Regions from separate parts of the Mus musculus genome. Here regions 1, 2, 3 and 5 are each linked to region 4. A link is a contact called in public Hi-C, HiCAR-type and promoter capture Hi-C data. All regions are on one chromosome and are shown on one strand. Each heading gives the region's core, a stretch centred on a gene start, on an enhancer-like site or on the middle of the called end of the contact. The rest is flanking DNA. Distances are from core to core; before and after follow the strand shown.

Region 1 (2,941 bases), core at 405-2,904, 2.5 Mb before region 4:
CTCTTGTAGATAATTTCATGTTCCCTGAAAATTCCACTGGGCTATATAGATCTTATTGAAAGCAAGGACCCTAGAGGTGGCAAATTTAGCAGCAGAAATCTGGCCACGAGGGCAGCCTCCCTTTGCGGATGGGATGTGACCATCCACTCCATCTCTCCTTTTGACTGGCAGGCTAGCCTTCTCACATCCTCTGTCCTAAAATCCTTGAGGCTACCTAGTTGTCATGCCCCAGAGCCACCAATTTGCTATTAAATTTGTATTTTTTTGGACTTGAGTTTCATCTAATCCCTGTGGCCAGATCAGTTCTCCTGGCTCCATCTCCTAGCTTCCTAAACTCCCCCCCCCGCCCCCTCCCAAGACAGTCCTGGCTGTCCTGGGACTCAGTCTGTAGACCAGACTGGCCTGGAACTTACAGAGCTCCTCCTGCCTCTGCCTCCCAGATGCTGGGACTAATGGAGTGTGCCTCCAGCAGCTTCCCACACCTTTTTGTAGGCCCTTTATTAAGCTTACAGTCCAATTCAGGAAATACGAAAACCCTGATACTGAAGGAATTTGAAAATAAAACAGGAAGGACAAGGGTGAGAAATTTATTCAGCTCTCTTCATAATTTCCTTGCTGGTCCTTGGGGTTGTGGTAGGCCAGGGGGAGGGCTGTGCCCAGAAGATATTTTGTTTGTTTGTTTGTTTGTTTTTTCGAGGCAGGGTTTCTCGGTATAGCTCTAGCTGTCCTGGAACTCAGGAGGCAGAAGATATTTTGAAGAGCATTTCATACACGGTCCCTTATTTTCCTTCTTATGAGGGACTTGTGAGAAACTGCAACAAGCCAAGGCCCTACATGCATCTTGATCACTGAGTGACTGACTGGAAGGAACAGGAAGAAATTTAGTGTCACCTATCGCCACCAGTGACTGCTAGCTCCTGTGAACAGGGAAAAGGCGACCTCTCCCGAGTCTTTCTGACTCCTCTTATCTCCTAGGGCATCCAGGGTCACTGAGCACAGCCAGGGTCGCATAGGCTCCAGTCTGTTCCCATCCACCTTGGATAGCTAGCCAGCCAGCCACCGCGTCCCGCAGCGCCCCAAACACACTTTCGTTTCTTCCCGTGAAGTTGTGCACGCGTCCTAACCACCCCACCATCAGTAATCCCCGTCCACCTAGCTCAGGCAGAGCTGCCTCCCCAAGGTAAGCTGTTTACTCGTCGCCTTCCTTGGCGATCCTCCCTGGACAGCTGCGGCAGCGACAGCAGCTGCGCCGCGGCCGGGAGCGTCCGGCGCTCCTCCTTCCTCGGTCTCCGAACTCACTACTGCGGGCCACTCACACACTCGGAGCGGCCGAGACCCACCCGGGAGTGTGTGCAGGACTTCGGGAGTGGGCAGGCGCGGGGGCACGCAGCAGCCCAGCTCCTCCCGGCCCCTACTCCCAGTCCAGCCTCCCTCCTCCCTGCCCACTCCAGTGACACTTGAGCGGTCACAGGGCGGTGGAGGCAGCAGGCCCACGGGACTGACTGGCACCCTGAAGAAAACAGAGCAGGGGGCGGGGCGGTCACCCAGACCACCGCCTTAGCGATGAGGGACGCGCTCTCCAGCCAATGAGCTTGCGAGGTGCAACGTGGGGCGGGCCCTAAGGCGGACCCCGAGGAGGAGGTGGCCAGGGCGCTGGAGGCGGGGGCGGTGAGGAGGAAGGGGAGGAGGCGGAGGCGGGCGCGGTGGTGGCGGCGGCCGGCGCGGCGGCGGAGGCGAGGTTGTGCCCCGGACTGTGTCCACCGAGCTCAGCGGCTGTTGCCTGTGCGTGGAGAAGCAGCGGCGCCGCGAGGCAGAGGAGGATCGCGGACGAGCGCGGCGGCGGGACGTCTACGGCTGCCGCGGCCCCGGCGGCGCCCGGCGACAATCGGCGTGGGGAAGCAGCGGCGGCCGCAGCGGCAGCCGCCTCTCCAGCACCGGGAAGCCGAGGCGCGGCTGGCGGCGCTGACATCCGCGGCCCTGCCTCTCCTCCCTCGCCCCCGGCCCTCCCCATGTGATCGGTCTTAATCCCGACCGTGTGCGCGCGTGGGGGCTCCATTGCGCGGCGCCCGGTGTCGGTGCCGGGGTGGGTGCTCGCGTGTGCTTCTCCTCCCCATCCCCCGCCCCGTCCCCAAGAATAAAAGAAGAACCGGGAGGCGTGCTCAGAAAATAAATAAATAACCAGCACACACGCGCAGCCCGGAGCGAGGCGGCGGGGCTGGCGGCGGCGGAGGAGGAGTGAAGGCGGCGGCGGCGGAGGAGGGACGCGCGGAGCCGGCAGTAACTTTCGAGCCAGCCCAGAGCCCAGAGCTCCAGCCGAGCGGTTTGCAGCGCGGCGGCGGCGGCGCTGAGTGTCTGGCCCGCCGGTGCGGTCGGGGTGTGCAGTCGGACGGGACGAGCAGCGCGTCGCTGTCCCCCCCTCCCGGTGGCTGGAGATGTCCGAGCCCAAGGCGATTGATCCCAAGTTGTCGACGACCGACAGGGTGGTGAAAGGTAAGCGCAGCGCCGCGTCGGCCCGGGGTGCACCGAGTGCCGCAGGCGACTGTCCTCCCCTCCCCCGCCCCGGTCGTCCCTCTCCGGCTAGCGCCGGGGACCTTCTAGGATCTCCTGCAAGAGGCGATCCCTTCCTTCGCCGCGCCCTGCCCCCACACCGCCCACCCGGCCCTAATCGGGGCATTTATTTTTATTTATGTATTTATTTGTTTGTTTTCGTGGACGGGGGGCAGCAGTTGGCAAATGGCTGAGTGGCTGGGAGGCGGTGGCGGGGGTGGCGGTGGCGGGAGGGGGCGCCCGGGGGGGGGGGTGACTGCTGGCAGGGTGTAGCTGCTGTGACAGAAATAGGAAGTGGGTGGCTGCTCGCGGGCTTGCATGGGATCGGGTTTATGGTTTGCTCTTTGTAGAGGGAGGGGAGGTGATTTATGGCTTTTAAAAAATTAATAGGGCA
Region 2 (2,877 bases), core at 369-2,868, 2.3 Mb after region 4:
TAGAGGTTTCAATGGTGCTTGGCAGGCAGAATCACAAGGCATTAGAATTAGAATATTTCGAAGAGAGGTAAAAAAAAAAAAAAAGAATCATGACATGCAAAAGTTACCTGACCTGCTCACCCGGACAGTTCTGACCACAGCTCAAATTAGACTTGAAATCAGCCATTTTCTCCACCCGCCCCACACTTTCTAAACTCTTCTGTGTATTTACATATGGCTCCTTTTGCACTTGAAACTGAACCTTTACGTGATAAAATTATTCATTTTAAATGCACAAACATCGGGGATTTTTCACACTATCTTGTGGAGCTTAGCTGGTGTGTTCAGACATTCGCCTTCCTTTTGTCTAGGCTGGGCTTGTTTTACCCACTCCTCCTCACACTCCTCCTTCATCCTTTTATCACGAATTCACAACCTAACTACTCCCCAAAATGTCTTTCTGTACTGAAGCAGATTTAGTCCTCTCTCCTCGCTCTTAAGAATTTGGAGACTAAGTTATAGGTTCCAACATCAAGTTGAGCATCTGCAAATTTTGTTCTTTTTTTTTTTTTTTTGGGGGGGGGGGGGTTCTCTTGGTTTTGCCGCGGCACTCTTTAAATGTTCAATCTCAGCAGCCACCAAGATGAACAAGCAAAAAAAAAAAAAAAAAAAAATCAGTACCGAGGGAGTTTCCATTGATTTCCAGTTTTTGTTCCACCACAAATAGGTCACCGGCTCGCAGAGCATAAAACAGCCTGACTGGCGCTGACAACCCAAAGATAGTGGGCTGAGCCACTACAAATGCTTCTTGCCTTCTTTCCCATCTATGCGAACAAGTTCCAGCCCGCCTCCGGCTCAATCAAGCGCAACTCCCTAAATCCTAGAGCGAGAGCAGTCCTGGGGCATCTGGCTTAGGCTTGGCCGGCTCAGGGACACTGCCAGGCGGTGGGCTGAGCTCCGCTGGACACCGCCAAGTGGCCTGAGGCGTGCCCGCAGCGCTTGCGGAGCAGGAGTCTGGCGCCAGGCGGGGAGACTGTGCTGCCCCTGGCCGCAGTTGCCTCTGCCCCCAGGTGTCCCTTGTCAGCGCCGGAGCGAGTGAGCAAGTGAGCAAGTGAACCCAGTGGACTCCACCTTCCGCGCGAGGCGTGGATTTCGCTCCATCCTCGCTTACATAAGGCGGGCGAGCGCGCTCCCGCCGCCGCTTCCCCCCGCGCGGAGTGGGGCCGCGCCCTCCACGCCTCCTCTGCGAGCGCCACCCAGGACCCCCGCTCGCCCCACTCCTGGAGGCGACAGTCGCTGGACCGTCGGCGGGCGGGCGGCAGCCCGGGAGTCTCTCCGGCACAGAAGCGCAAGGATCAGAGCGGGGAGCGCCTCGCTGGCTCGCCACTCCTCCCGCTCTTGCCACCTCCCCATCCCCGGCGCCTGTGCGATCCGAGCGGGCGCGGGGACCCGAGAGCAGCGCCCGCTCGGCTGGCGGCGGAGCTGCGGGAGCTGTGGTGGTGGCCGCGCTACACCTCCCAGCACTTCCCGAGTGGGGGCAGAGCATTAGCAGCCGGGAGACGTCAGTGGCTAGGCGCAGTGGACGAGGGACCTTCAAACTCCTCCTCGGAGGCTCCTCTCCACCCCCTTTGGCCCCTGCCCTTGGAGAAAGTGGAGTGTGGCGCTCAGGCTGCTGTTATTTCTCAGGACTGCCTGGCGGTGGCCGGATCCAGCCTCCTGCCTGGCTGGGCTTTCGGCTGTTTGCGCGTCTCCTGGTGGCGTTTCCCTTCCCCGTACACCTCTGCCGACGATGAGGAAAGGTCTGAGGGCGACAGCGGCCCGCTGCGGACTGGGACTAGGATACTTGCTGCAGATGCTTGTGTTACCTGCCCTGGCCCTGCTAAGCGCCAGTGGCACCGGCTCCGCCGCTCAAGGTAAGAGGGTCTTCAGGGCGCGGCAGTCACCTCCCTTTGCTTCTGTCTTCCCTCTCTTCTACCTCTATTTGTCCCCGGCGCTCCTTGATTCCTCACCTGCCTAGTTGCCCCCAATGGAAACCACTTTAAATCCCACTTTCCCAACTAGTTAAGAAACCAGATTTTCAGTCTTAGCTCTGGATCTGGGTAAGGATGGACCCGGGGTGTGTTAAGTGTAGCTGCTGTCTCGGTGCCTGTGGGATCCTGGAGTGTCTTTTGCACTTTCAGACCCACAGACGCACGGTTTTGAATATTGTGTAGCCGGGGGTTTCCAGAGGCACTGATAGTGGCGTTGTGGTATGTGCCCCAATATGTGTAGTGTGCCGAGGCTTCTCGCTGTGCGCGATGGCTGCGCTTGCAGGGTTTTCTTCCACCTCCGCTAAGGAAATATGTCCATTACCGCCAAGGACCCATAGGCGCTGGTGCCCCTAGACTGCTGATGGGGCGCTATGGAGATGCTCAATTCGCCCAGAAAGGACAGGCTCCGGGTGTGCCTGCTTCTCCACTCACAACCTCTTCGTGTCCCGCTCCGGACAGGCGATCCTTGAAAAACTTCAAAACCACAGCTCTAGTGGGTGACTCTAGCTGTTCGAACCAAATCTGCAACTCTCTGGGGGAAAGGACGCTGCTAACCAGTTTATAACTGACATTTTAATGCGTGTAAGCCTCGAAGTGTGTGGCACTCTGAGCAAAGCCGGAGTAGGAGGACAGTGGTCCAGAGTTGGGAATGTCTTGTACGGGTAGAGGGAAGACACCTAGACTGAGGTTCATCTTGGAGGCTTCTTTCTTGTTCATTGAGTTTTAGAGGGAGGTGCAGCTCCCAGACTTATTCAAACCAGTTCCCACCCAGATCCTTCTTTGCCATTTTAAAGATTTATTTATTTATTTATTTATTTATTTATTTATTTATTTATTGTCTATAGCCAGAAGGCAACACAGCTTTGCC
Region 3 (3,009 bases), core at 270-2,769, 3.0 Mb after region 4:
AACTTTTCCATAAAAAGCCATTGCCGATATGATTTGCTTGCAGCGCGCACGTAATTTTTTTTTTTTTTGCCACACAATGATCCAAGTGTGTCACAGCTAACATATTTCACTAACATGTAATATCCTCGACAACATCCTCGTAATGAGAATGCTCCAAAGAAATTATTGATCCCTGGAATGTCTCATATTTTTTAAATTACTGACAAATCCTTTCCTATTTTCTTTGCAGTTAGACATAATTCTCCTTGATCGGCAGAATGTAAAGAGGTATAAAAGTACAAAGTTGAAATCACTTTTTCTTAAAACATAAGTGCCCCGTTGACATAGACCATTTCTCTTAACTTCCCTCAAAACAATAATTAGAGAAGTTGTGACCAAGAGCCCCAAAAATATGCATATGAAAAGCAAAGACTTAGTCTCAGTGAGGACAGCAAGAGGCTCTCACACCGAGGGCTTTTTCATATTATTTTTCAAATGTTCTTCAGCTGAACTCCATCGTGAGGACTCATGGAGCCTTTTGTTTTTCCAGAATCCAGGAGCCTTCTCTCAGGTGGTTCCGCTTCACTGCGGATATGTCTGGGACCTTCTGTTACTCAGCTGCCTTCTTCTGTTCTGTTTCACTGGCACCTTTGTGGCCCCTCACAGTAACTGACCTCACCTTGGGGGAAGGTGACTAAGAAAAGAGCAGTCCCTAATAACTCAAAGAAGCCACAAGGTCCCCATTCAGAACACAGAGCACTCAGCCTCCTTGGAGAGGCTCAGAGAAACTAGATACCTGCCGCCCTGCACAACTTCCGGAGGGTCTTTCTCCAATGTCAGAAAAACCTCACCCTGCAGAGAACCGATGGGAATAGTGTAGAGGGACAGGAGGAAAGGACAAGAGGTGGGGAAAGTCAGCTACTAAGTATGGGATCACGTTGGAAAGACTCGGAAGAGGAGAGGGCTGAGAGGATGGAGTGACTAAGGGGCAGGGGAGAGCGCGAGAGGACCGAAGAGTGTGGTTGTCCCATGAGCGCCTTGGCTCTCCCAGCGGGTCCGAGGAGCAGGCGAGGCAGGTGGCTGGTCCCGAGCTCGGTGCCCCTTGGCGTCCCCCCAAGCGCTCGTGGCCCGGGAGCGCCCCGCTGTCCGGGTGTCCCGCTCCCCGAGGAGCACGTGTCCCACCCCGATCGCCGCACAAAGCGCGGGCTACCCTGGAGACCCCCGATCCGAACTCCCAGGCCCCTTCCCAGCGCCCCTTACCCGCCGCCGCTTCCCAGGTCCCGGGTCCTCCGCGCCCTCACTACGAGCACCACGCCGGCAACTTCTGCCGCCGCCGCTGCCTCTGCCGCCGCCGCCGTAGCTCCTGTCCCTCCTCCCGCTCCGCCGCCGCTGGAATTTTTCTCACTCGCCCTCTCCAGCTCCCACTAGTGACTGCAGACTGCGAGCCAAGCACTTAGCGCAGGGATTACGCGGCCCGGCGCCTGGAGCGGTCCCAGCCACCTCCAGAGCCGTCCTCAGAGCATCCCTGGCGCTGCAGCCGGACAAACGTCCCTGGCTGGTCCAAAAGCCTTGCCACACGCCCCCTTCAGCTTCCAGAAACAAAAGCGCGAGGAGGCAGCGCGGAATGGTGCGAGCTGGGACCGACTCCAAATGGCAGAGCGCGGTGAACTTCAACTTCTCCGGGGCCAGCGACACTTTGGAGAAGTTATGGAAACGTTGGTCACACACCTCATAAAAAAGGGGAGGGGAGTGCACATCAAATTAGATCCACAGTCTCGGGTGAGGGGTTAGAAATCTTGAGGCATGGAGTGAGGCTTCCTAGGAAAATGAAATTTTTCCTTAATACAGATATTTTGAAATTGTAAACAATGAAAGGCAACGCAAAAAATTCCACTTGTGTTCGATGAAATTTTACAGTTTGGCTTGAGAAAGCATTTGACATCTTTACTCTGTGGTCTCCTGGCTAAGTCTGTAAGTGTTTCGACTCTTGGAGAAATGAATATAAAGTAAGGTGATTCGGCTTCTCCGGAGATTTGGGGAGCATAGCTAACCTCTTTCAACTCAGCCATTTTGCCAACTGTTTCCCAGGGCGGTATCTCATGAATTCCAAATATCTTTTCTTCCTAATGCCTGATGCCCAGTTTCCACCATAATTCATTTCCTCACTTTTTTTTAAATTCCAAGCATGTTGAGCAGCCCCGTTTGTCCTCGTTAGAAGTGTGACTTAAGTTTTATTTTGTGCCACTCGGAAGTGAATTTCTTATGAGTTTCTCATTATGATCTATTTCATTCCTACCATTTTATTTCATCCCCTTTCTTCTGAAATTGTTCCAGCTGAATCAGACGTTAAATAAAATATTTTCACCTGTAAATATAAGAGACCTACAGGTCCCTCTTAGGAGCAAGTGGGGTCCCTGGTGTTTATTAATGAGTTGGTAAATGGTGGGTATATTTATCCTGAAATGACAGTGTCGCCAAGGGAGTCTGCCTGCCCCATCGTGTATCCATGTTATAGTCCCTGAAGCCAGACTGTAAGACGTTGTCTAGAAGTTTTCTAAGTAGGTAAATTGCTTGTTGGTGTCTCTTTATTGGGCCCTTGCTGACCCCAGGTGTCAGGACTTAGAGCTGAAAGAACTGCAAAGGTGGAATCCAACCTGTTGCCTTCACTCTGTGAGTCAGAGATAACCCCACCCCCTCCCCTTCTGCATCGTCTTTCTCTTCTTTCCTAACTATAAGTATGTGACCAGTGAACTTGCCTTCTATCTGTCCCCCAATCAGACTTTCTGTCATTTTCGTCTCCTGACATTAGTTTTAAATAGGAAAGAAACTTGAATAGATCTACCCCTGTGATGTAGGAATTACTAATAACATTTACTAGACAGAAGTGTAAGATTCTCCCTTAGAGGTTCTTATAAACTGAATTTAAATAAATTGGATGTTACAGAGAAAGGTACTTGAAACCCTCTGTAGGTCATGGGGGAGAGGGGCACAGAGTCTTTTAAAAAAAAAAATCTCTGGGTAGAAGAAAAG
Region 4 (3,148 bases), core at 407-2,906:
TTAACAAGAAAGTTAAACACTTCATTACAAATAAGTTTCCCAAGTGCTTGTGATATTCTCTTGCCATTCTGTATACCTTGCTTGCCCCTTCTTGGGCTATTCATGACCTACCCAGGGACAGGGGCTTTAGTTTTATTTGTATCCAGGTTAACTTAGAAGAGTAAGAGAACTATATACATTTGCCAATAAGTTCTTTTCAAGTAAGTAATGATCCAGCTGTTTAGTAGAAGACATCAAAAGATTCTTAGGAACCACACACACATACTTTTTGAGTATTCTAACAGAGATGCCACAATTAATTCAGAACTAAGTAGCAAACTAAGAATCACAAAATTTAAATATATTTAAGTTTGTATTGGGGACTGAGGCACTCTAGCTCTTTTGTGGGTAAGGCAGGGCCATGGAAGGATTGCCTAAGCCAGTGGTTCTTTACCTGTGGGTCACAACCCCACTGGCAAACTTCTACCTCCAAAAATACTTACATTGTGCTTCCTAACAGTACCAAAGTTATAAAGTAGCAATGAAAATGATTTTATGGTATGGGGCCACTACAAGTTGAGAAACCGTATTAAAGGGTTGCAGCATTCAGAAGGTTGAGAACCACTGGCCTAAGCCTTTAAGGATGTTTAGAAGCTGTGTGGATTTCTTAATGAAAAAAACCAACCAAACACATAGATGGATTCTGATACTCTCCAGCGCCTGTTGCTGAAGATTCAGTGGATCGATGAGGGTGGCTTGGGCTTTTTCGATGCCTTCACCTTACTTTGTAGACAATGTTGCCATTTATCCGTGTCCAACACCAGAAGCAGTTTTTAGCCCTTGCCCTTGACTTGCTTCAGTAGGCAAGCTTTCCCCTTTTCAGATGTTGCCATTTCTTGTCACCCCCCCACCCCCGCCCCCAACCCTCTGCGTTCCCAGCTTTCCTTTAGAAATCTTGATGGCCTGCAGGTCAGATTCAGTAGTGACTTTATTCAGAGGATGCCTTTTTGACAGGAGTGAAGGGGGACTTTGCTGATCCCAAACCCTGTTTTGGGGTCCCGAGCTTTTCTATTCCACCTGTCCCCGCCTCGCTGCCCCGCCCCCCGGGTCTTTCCAGTCACCCTGATTTACAGGGAAGGCAAATCAAAATCAAATTAATTCGCCTCCTTCTAGTGCGTTTCTAGGGCTTTTCTGCGCAGCGAAGGTATTCTGGGACAGGAAGCAGGTGAGTTGAGGCGGAGCTGAGGTGGAGCTGAGGTGCAGCACCGCCCTGCCTAGCGCAGGGAGCTTCGTCAGACTCTACAAGACATCTCCGAGCTCTGAGCGCTCGACCGGAAATGCTCCGAGGCCGGTGCCGGAAGTGCACCTACAGGCCCGAGTCCTTCCGGCCTCTGCCCTTCCAAGGTTTCCGGGAGGCGGGGAGTGGGCGGAGCCAGAGCCGGAAGTTCAGGCGGCTAAGCCCGGTCTCTGGCGTGACCCGTGAGCGCTGAATTGAACGCTGGCGGGCTGGCGGGCGGGTCCTCTGGCTGCTGTCCTCGCCACTTTACCTCTGTGCCGAGGACCCGAGGGAAAGCTGACGCCGCTGAGCCAGTCAGCACGCAGCTCGCACTCTAGTCCCGCGTGTAGGGACGACGCAGGCCGCCTGTCTAGTTTCCGGTCCCGTGGGCCCCGCCCCTCATCACTATGTATGACCGTGCTCCGCGCTGGCTCGACTGTGCCAACCGCGGCAGCACCGAGGAGCACGTGGGGCCTGGGACCTACCAGGTACCTTTTCCTAAGCAGCAGGCCACAGGTAAGATGCTGATGGCCAGCTTGCGGTGACAGACGGCCCGCCTTCAGCCTGCCCTCAGGTTAAACACAAAGTCAAAAAGGACCACTGTTCAGAAATGTAACACGTCGCAGGTAGAGACGATACTAGAACCAGGATTTTGATTCCTTGGCTCTTGACTGTATGACATAACAAGTTTGTGACTGTATGAAACACAATACTTGCTTTTGCACACACTTTAATCAGATTTATTTACCACGATGTAATTGTTTACATTTCTATTCTGTATTATCACTTACAAATTGGATCCCGTCCCCAATCTCCCCCACTCCCCGGAGTGAAGTTATCTGACCATCCCTGGCTTTATACTGAGACCCTCTTTCTACATTCTGTGAAAAGTTATAGCCTTCAGGGGTGGCCTAGGGACTAATAATTGAAGTAGTTAATTGCTTTTCTTCATTTCTCACCCCCCCCCCCCCCCCCAGTTTGTGAATTAGGTCCAACTTTTAATAAATATTTCTAATTCGGTCTCTGCTTTTAAAGTTCTGGTTTTTGTTTTTGTTTGAGTTTAATACCACCCAAATTCTAGTGGTTTCTTTTGTAAACCTGCATTTTTCAGTAGATATAAAATACCTCCTGCCCCCTTAAAGTTCCAGGAGTGAGTACTCTGTTTACATCCCTGCTCCATTATGGTTAGTTTAAGTTTCTCTGGACATGGTAAAATTCTGTTTGCGTTTCAGATCTCAAATTTTACATCTTTTCAGCATCTGTCCTCAGCATTTTTGGTACCTATGCCAAGTACTGTTGAGATGGTATAAGCATGTATTCCCCAGCATCTTGTGTTTACCAGTGACCATCTGTAATGGGCACACCTATGATGCTTTTGCACACCCATAACTTTTTTTTTTGACCTTTATTTTGGTACAGCTGACCACTTTCTTTGTTGCTTTCTGTCTCATTTTTTTTCCTGCTGTTCAGTACCTGACACATGATTCGGTACTGAAGCAAGGAATCATGTTTTATTTTTCTTTTTTTCCCACTAATCATGCACAGCTAAATTTATAAGATACTTAGCTTTACATCTTGTTCTTGTTGCTTTGCTCATTGTACTCTCTTATTCATATCTGTTACTTCAATCACCATTTATATCCAGCCACTCCCAAGTGAAATTCTTTATAGAGATAGAGGTGGTTTATGTCTCTAAGTTTCCCACAGGCTTAAAGTCTGCGTCGTTGTCAGTCACTTTACAGACATCCTTGCATGGCTGGTCTAAGCTTTAGAACTCTAGCTTACTTTTTTTGCCTGGCCATTTCTCTTGGCCTTTAAGACCATTGGTTAAATGTTCACAATCTCTCAGAAATTCTTCCCCTTTGTTCATAGCTACCCAATTTAATACAATCC
Region 5 (2,889 bases), core at 32-2,531, 2.6 Mb after region 4:
AAAATGTATACTATGAAACATGCACAGAGAAGGAGAGAGTAACTCCAACCCCACAGAGCCTATGCAGATGCTGTAAGGGCCACACAAGTGAATTACCAAATCATAAAAAGCAATAAAATAGGGGAAGCGAAAAAGATTATATTCCACATCTTATTTCTGTTGAAAAGACTAAAGAAAAGGAGGAAAGCTGTTATCATCTGTTAATATTCAACTGTAACACAACTGTCCTTTGAAATGCCTTATGAGTATATAATAGATCATAAATAAAATATATATAAATATACGTTACTATATATACACAAGTATACTTAATATAACCTGACAGGATCAATGACTGGAAAGTATATATTTCAAGGACTGAGGAAAGCTACAGGCATAAGACCATGAAATTAAAAAGTCATTTACAAACTATATAAAATTAGCAAGAACTCAAAATATTCTGTCATATATGTGGGTGCTGCTTTGAATATCAAGGAAATATGAGCTCTTTATCTTTCCCATAGACAATTCGGGGATGTTGTCTTTACTTTTCCTGTGGAAAAGAGTCAGGATTAATAATCAGAGCCTGGTGGCAGAGGTGGAGGCTCTAGAGAATTACAGGAACAGATTGTCTCCTTCAATTATAATTTCATAATTAATATTCCCACGAGACCTAACCACGCTTTTGTTCTTCTTAGTCTGTGTACCAAGGGGTTACAAACTTAAGTAGAATTAGAAAACACGTGTAATTTGAAGATTAATAATGCCAGTGCTAAAATCACAGATCTCATCTTAAAGGGAACAGGGAGTAGTTTATTCTGGAACTATTTTGAGGAAACAAAGACTTAATCTAATCCCAAATTTCATGTTCCGATGTACAAGTGGTTTCATAAAAGTGTTATAGTATTTGTAGAACAAAGAAAGGCATAAATACAGGCAAGTTTAAAATCCATTGGCAAGTATGTCCAAGAGGGAGTTACAGACAGCAAGATGGGGGGAGCTTTCCTATAGGTGTGTGAGAAAGGTAAAGAGGGTATACCAGAGAGGAAACAGGCTCCTGAGAACCCTGACAGGCTGGGGCAGACAAGAATGCAGAGGGTAAAGGCTCATCTTGTTAATAGGAAAAGGAGCTATATGCTAGGTGGACACCTTGGAAAGGCCAGAGATCCAGAAAACCCCAGAGGCCAACACAGGGACCCACAGGGAGATTTAATTTAAATACAGAGTCAAGGCTATGCTTGCTAGTAACTCTTCAAGGTGTGGTTCTCACCAACTACTGACTCATCCTGGGTCTGGGCTACTTGCTGACAAAGAGTTAAAATCTTTGGCTTCACTTTGTGCAGGCCAAATTCTCCTCTGGCCATGGCCATTCTCTCTACCCAGCATGAGATTCCCAGAGAAATCCCCATTTCTTTGGAGTCCATTGTTTCAATATTCTGATAGGTTTAGAGATGCAAATTTCTCAGAGCTTCCCCTTGAGATGGATCCCAAGAAATCTGTGTTTCTAAGACCCCCAAGAATCTCTTAGCACTGAGCCACCAACCAGGCAGCAGACACTAGCTGGTCTGAGGCCCCAGACACACACACTGCAGAGGACCGCCTCTCTCACTGGTCTGGCCTCAGTGAGAGAAAATGCACCTAACCCTGGAGAGACTTGAGGCCCCAGGGAAAGGGGAGGCCTTGCAGGGTAGGGTAGGGTGGGATGGGGTGCATCCTCATGGAGACAGTGAAGGAGAAATGGGATGAGGAACTGCCAGAGGGTAGACTGGGATAATGACTGGACTGTAAAAAAAGATTAAAGATAATTTAAAAAATAAAAATAGAAACACAAATTTCTTTTAGGAAGAGCTTCGTTTCTGCCAGCCATTTTACAATTTCTCACTTACTGTTTTAATACTTCTGATGGGATATATAATGCCTCCATGTATTTGAACTTCAAACTGCATACCAAGCTTGTATCTCTGACCTGTCACTAGCTAGCAGAAAGAAAAAAAGAATCAGAGATTCAGAGGGATGGGTGGCAAAGGGCTTCCTAACTGTCTGAGATCAAGTGATTTTTCTAGCCCAGCCCAGGACGATGTAGAGTAAGTATGAATTCTCCTGGCTACTGCTTCTAGTAGGAAGGAAGTCAAGGGGGAATAGCTTGATTTAATGTGTGTGCATGACAGGGACACAGAGAAGAAAGGCAATGATAGATAGGAGCAGTGCAGTGAGGCTGCCCTATCCCCCAAAGGTGCCAGGCAGGACTGTGCCAAGCGGGGAGCAAGGGAACTACGCATTGAAGTGCAAATTTCTGACTTCTTTGGAGACTCATGTTTTTTTCTGAAAACTGTCTTATGAGAGGACGCTTTTTATGAAGTAGACACGTGGGAGGATGATTTGTGGAGAAGAGACATGTGGTGTTTTCCTGGAAGCAGCCTGGAAAAAATGGCATGTGATGCCTTGCTAGAGTAGATGCTTGAGAGAACACGTGACGTTTGAAAAGGGTATAGATATAACCCAACAGACAGTGGACGACATGTGTGGTATTGCTTTGCCTTGACACTCTTTGCTGGTCATCATTTGTCATGACTTTATAGAGAGAAGCACACTAAAGGATTTCTGGTGGTGTCCCAGGGGCTTCTTGCAACTTCCGTGGACTCCGGTGGATTGGCAGAGCCTCCTGTTTCTTCTGAATGGAATGCTTGGTGCTCATTCATAAATGGTGTTTTTGAGTGGATCAAGGTAGCACTGCCGATTCACGTGAACTGGATTACTAATATCCTGACAGCACAAATTGGACTTGCTCCAAAGACATATTTCTAAGCAGGTCCGCACCGTCCTTTGCCCTATTAACCTTTCCTTTCCATTACCTCTGGTGGGTGGTGGGTTAGAAGAGAGATTAAAGTATTTAAGTACACTTATTAAAGT

What was found. Promoter capture Hi-C pulls out the DNA fragments that hold promoters and counts their contacts. A called contact is a pair of places that touch in the nucleus more often than the background predicts. HiCAR-type assays count read pairs that join an accessible place to other places.
Region 1: a contact with region 4 is called in a Hi-C map of rod photoreceptor, with 5 times the contacts expected there. The contact joins the promoter of Ppp3ca here to the promoter of Stpg2 in region 4. A contact is called at or near these places in 1 of 39 promoter capture datasets (pre-B cells) and 2 of 484 Hi-C or Micro-C datasets (CD4 T cells and rod photoreceptor).
Region 2: a promoter capture Hi-C map of embryonic stem cells shows a contact between it and region 4, with 10 times the contacts expected there. The contact joins the promoter of Unc5c here to the promoter of Stpg2 in region 4. A contact is called at or near these places in 4 of 39 promoter capture datasets (embryonic stem cells, hippocampal neurons, second pharyngeal arch cranial neural crest and 1 more) and 2 of 115 datasets of contacts at active chromatin or transcription factors (astrocytes and stem cell-derived neural progenitor cells).
Region 3: a contact with region 4 is called in a HiCAR-type map of astrocytes, with 7 times the contacts expected there. The contact joins the promoter of Bmpr1b here to the promoter of Stpg2 in region 4. A contact is called at or near these places in 2 of 39 promoter capture datasets (hippocampal neurons and liver) and 1 of 115 datasets of contacts at active chromatin or transcription factors (astrocytes).
Region 5: a promoter capture Hi-C map of embryonic stem cells shows a contact between it and region 4, with 7 times the contacts expected there. The contact joins the enhancer-like site here to the promoter of Stpg2 in region 4. A contact is called at or near these places in 10 of 39 promoter capture datasets (the 3T3-L1 cell line, 3T3-L1-derived adipocytes, the C10 cell line and 7 more), 1 of 484 Hi-C or Micro-C datasets (cortical neurons) and 1 of 115 datasets of contacts at active chromatin or transcription factors (embryonic forebrain).

What each region holds. Positions count from the first base shown.
Region 1 is chr3:136,668,412-136,671,352 of GRCm38.p6, forward strand. Ppp3ca (protein phosphatase 3, catalytic subunit, alpha isoform) reads left to right here and starts at 1,655. Exons shown (of 14, transcript NM_008913.5): 1 at 1,655-2,490. The coding sequence starts at 2,433.
Region 2 is chr3:141,463,946-141,466,822 of GRCm38.p6, forward strand. Unc5c (unc-5 netrin receptor C) reads left to right here and starts at 1,619. Exons shown (of 16, transcript NM_009472.4): 1 at 1,619-1,892. The coding sequence starts at 1,769.
Region 3 is chr3:142,167,906-142,170,914 of GRCm38.p6, forward strand. It overlaps Bmpr1b (bone morphogenetic protein receptor, type 1B), which reads right to left and starts at 1,520. Exons shown (of 12, transcript NM_001277217.2): 1 at 1,240-1,520.
Region 4 is chr3:139,204,237-139,207,384 of GRCm38.p6, forward strand. It overlaps Stpg2 (sperm tail PG rich repeat containing 2), which reads left to right and starts at 1,657. Exons shown (of 14, transcript NM_198659.2): 1 at 1,657-1,771. The coding sequence starts at 1,663.
Region 5 is chr3:141,847,965-141,850,853 of GRCm38.p6, forward strand. The region is part of intron 9 of Bmpr1b (bone morphogenetic protein receptor, type 1B); the gene reads right to left. Among named protein-coding and RNA genes, the nearest start is that of Gm15689, 170 kb to the left of the region's middle. Within about 2 kb of position 1,282, at least 8 of the 459 cell types and tissues checked have an H3K27ac peak or open chromatin away from gene starts, as enhancers often do. A contact at or near this core is called in embryonic stem cells, where this site is marked.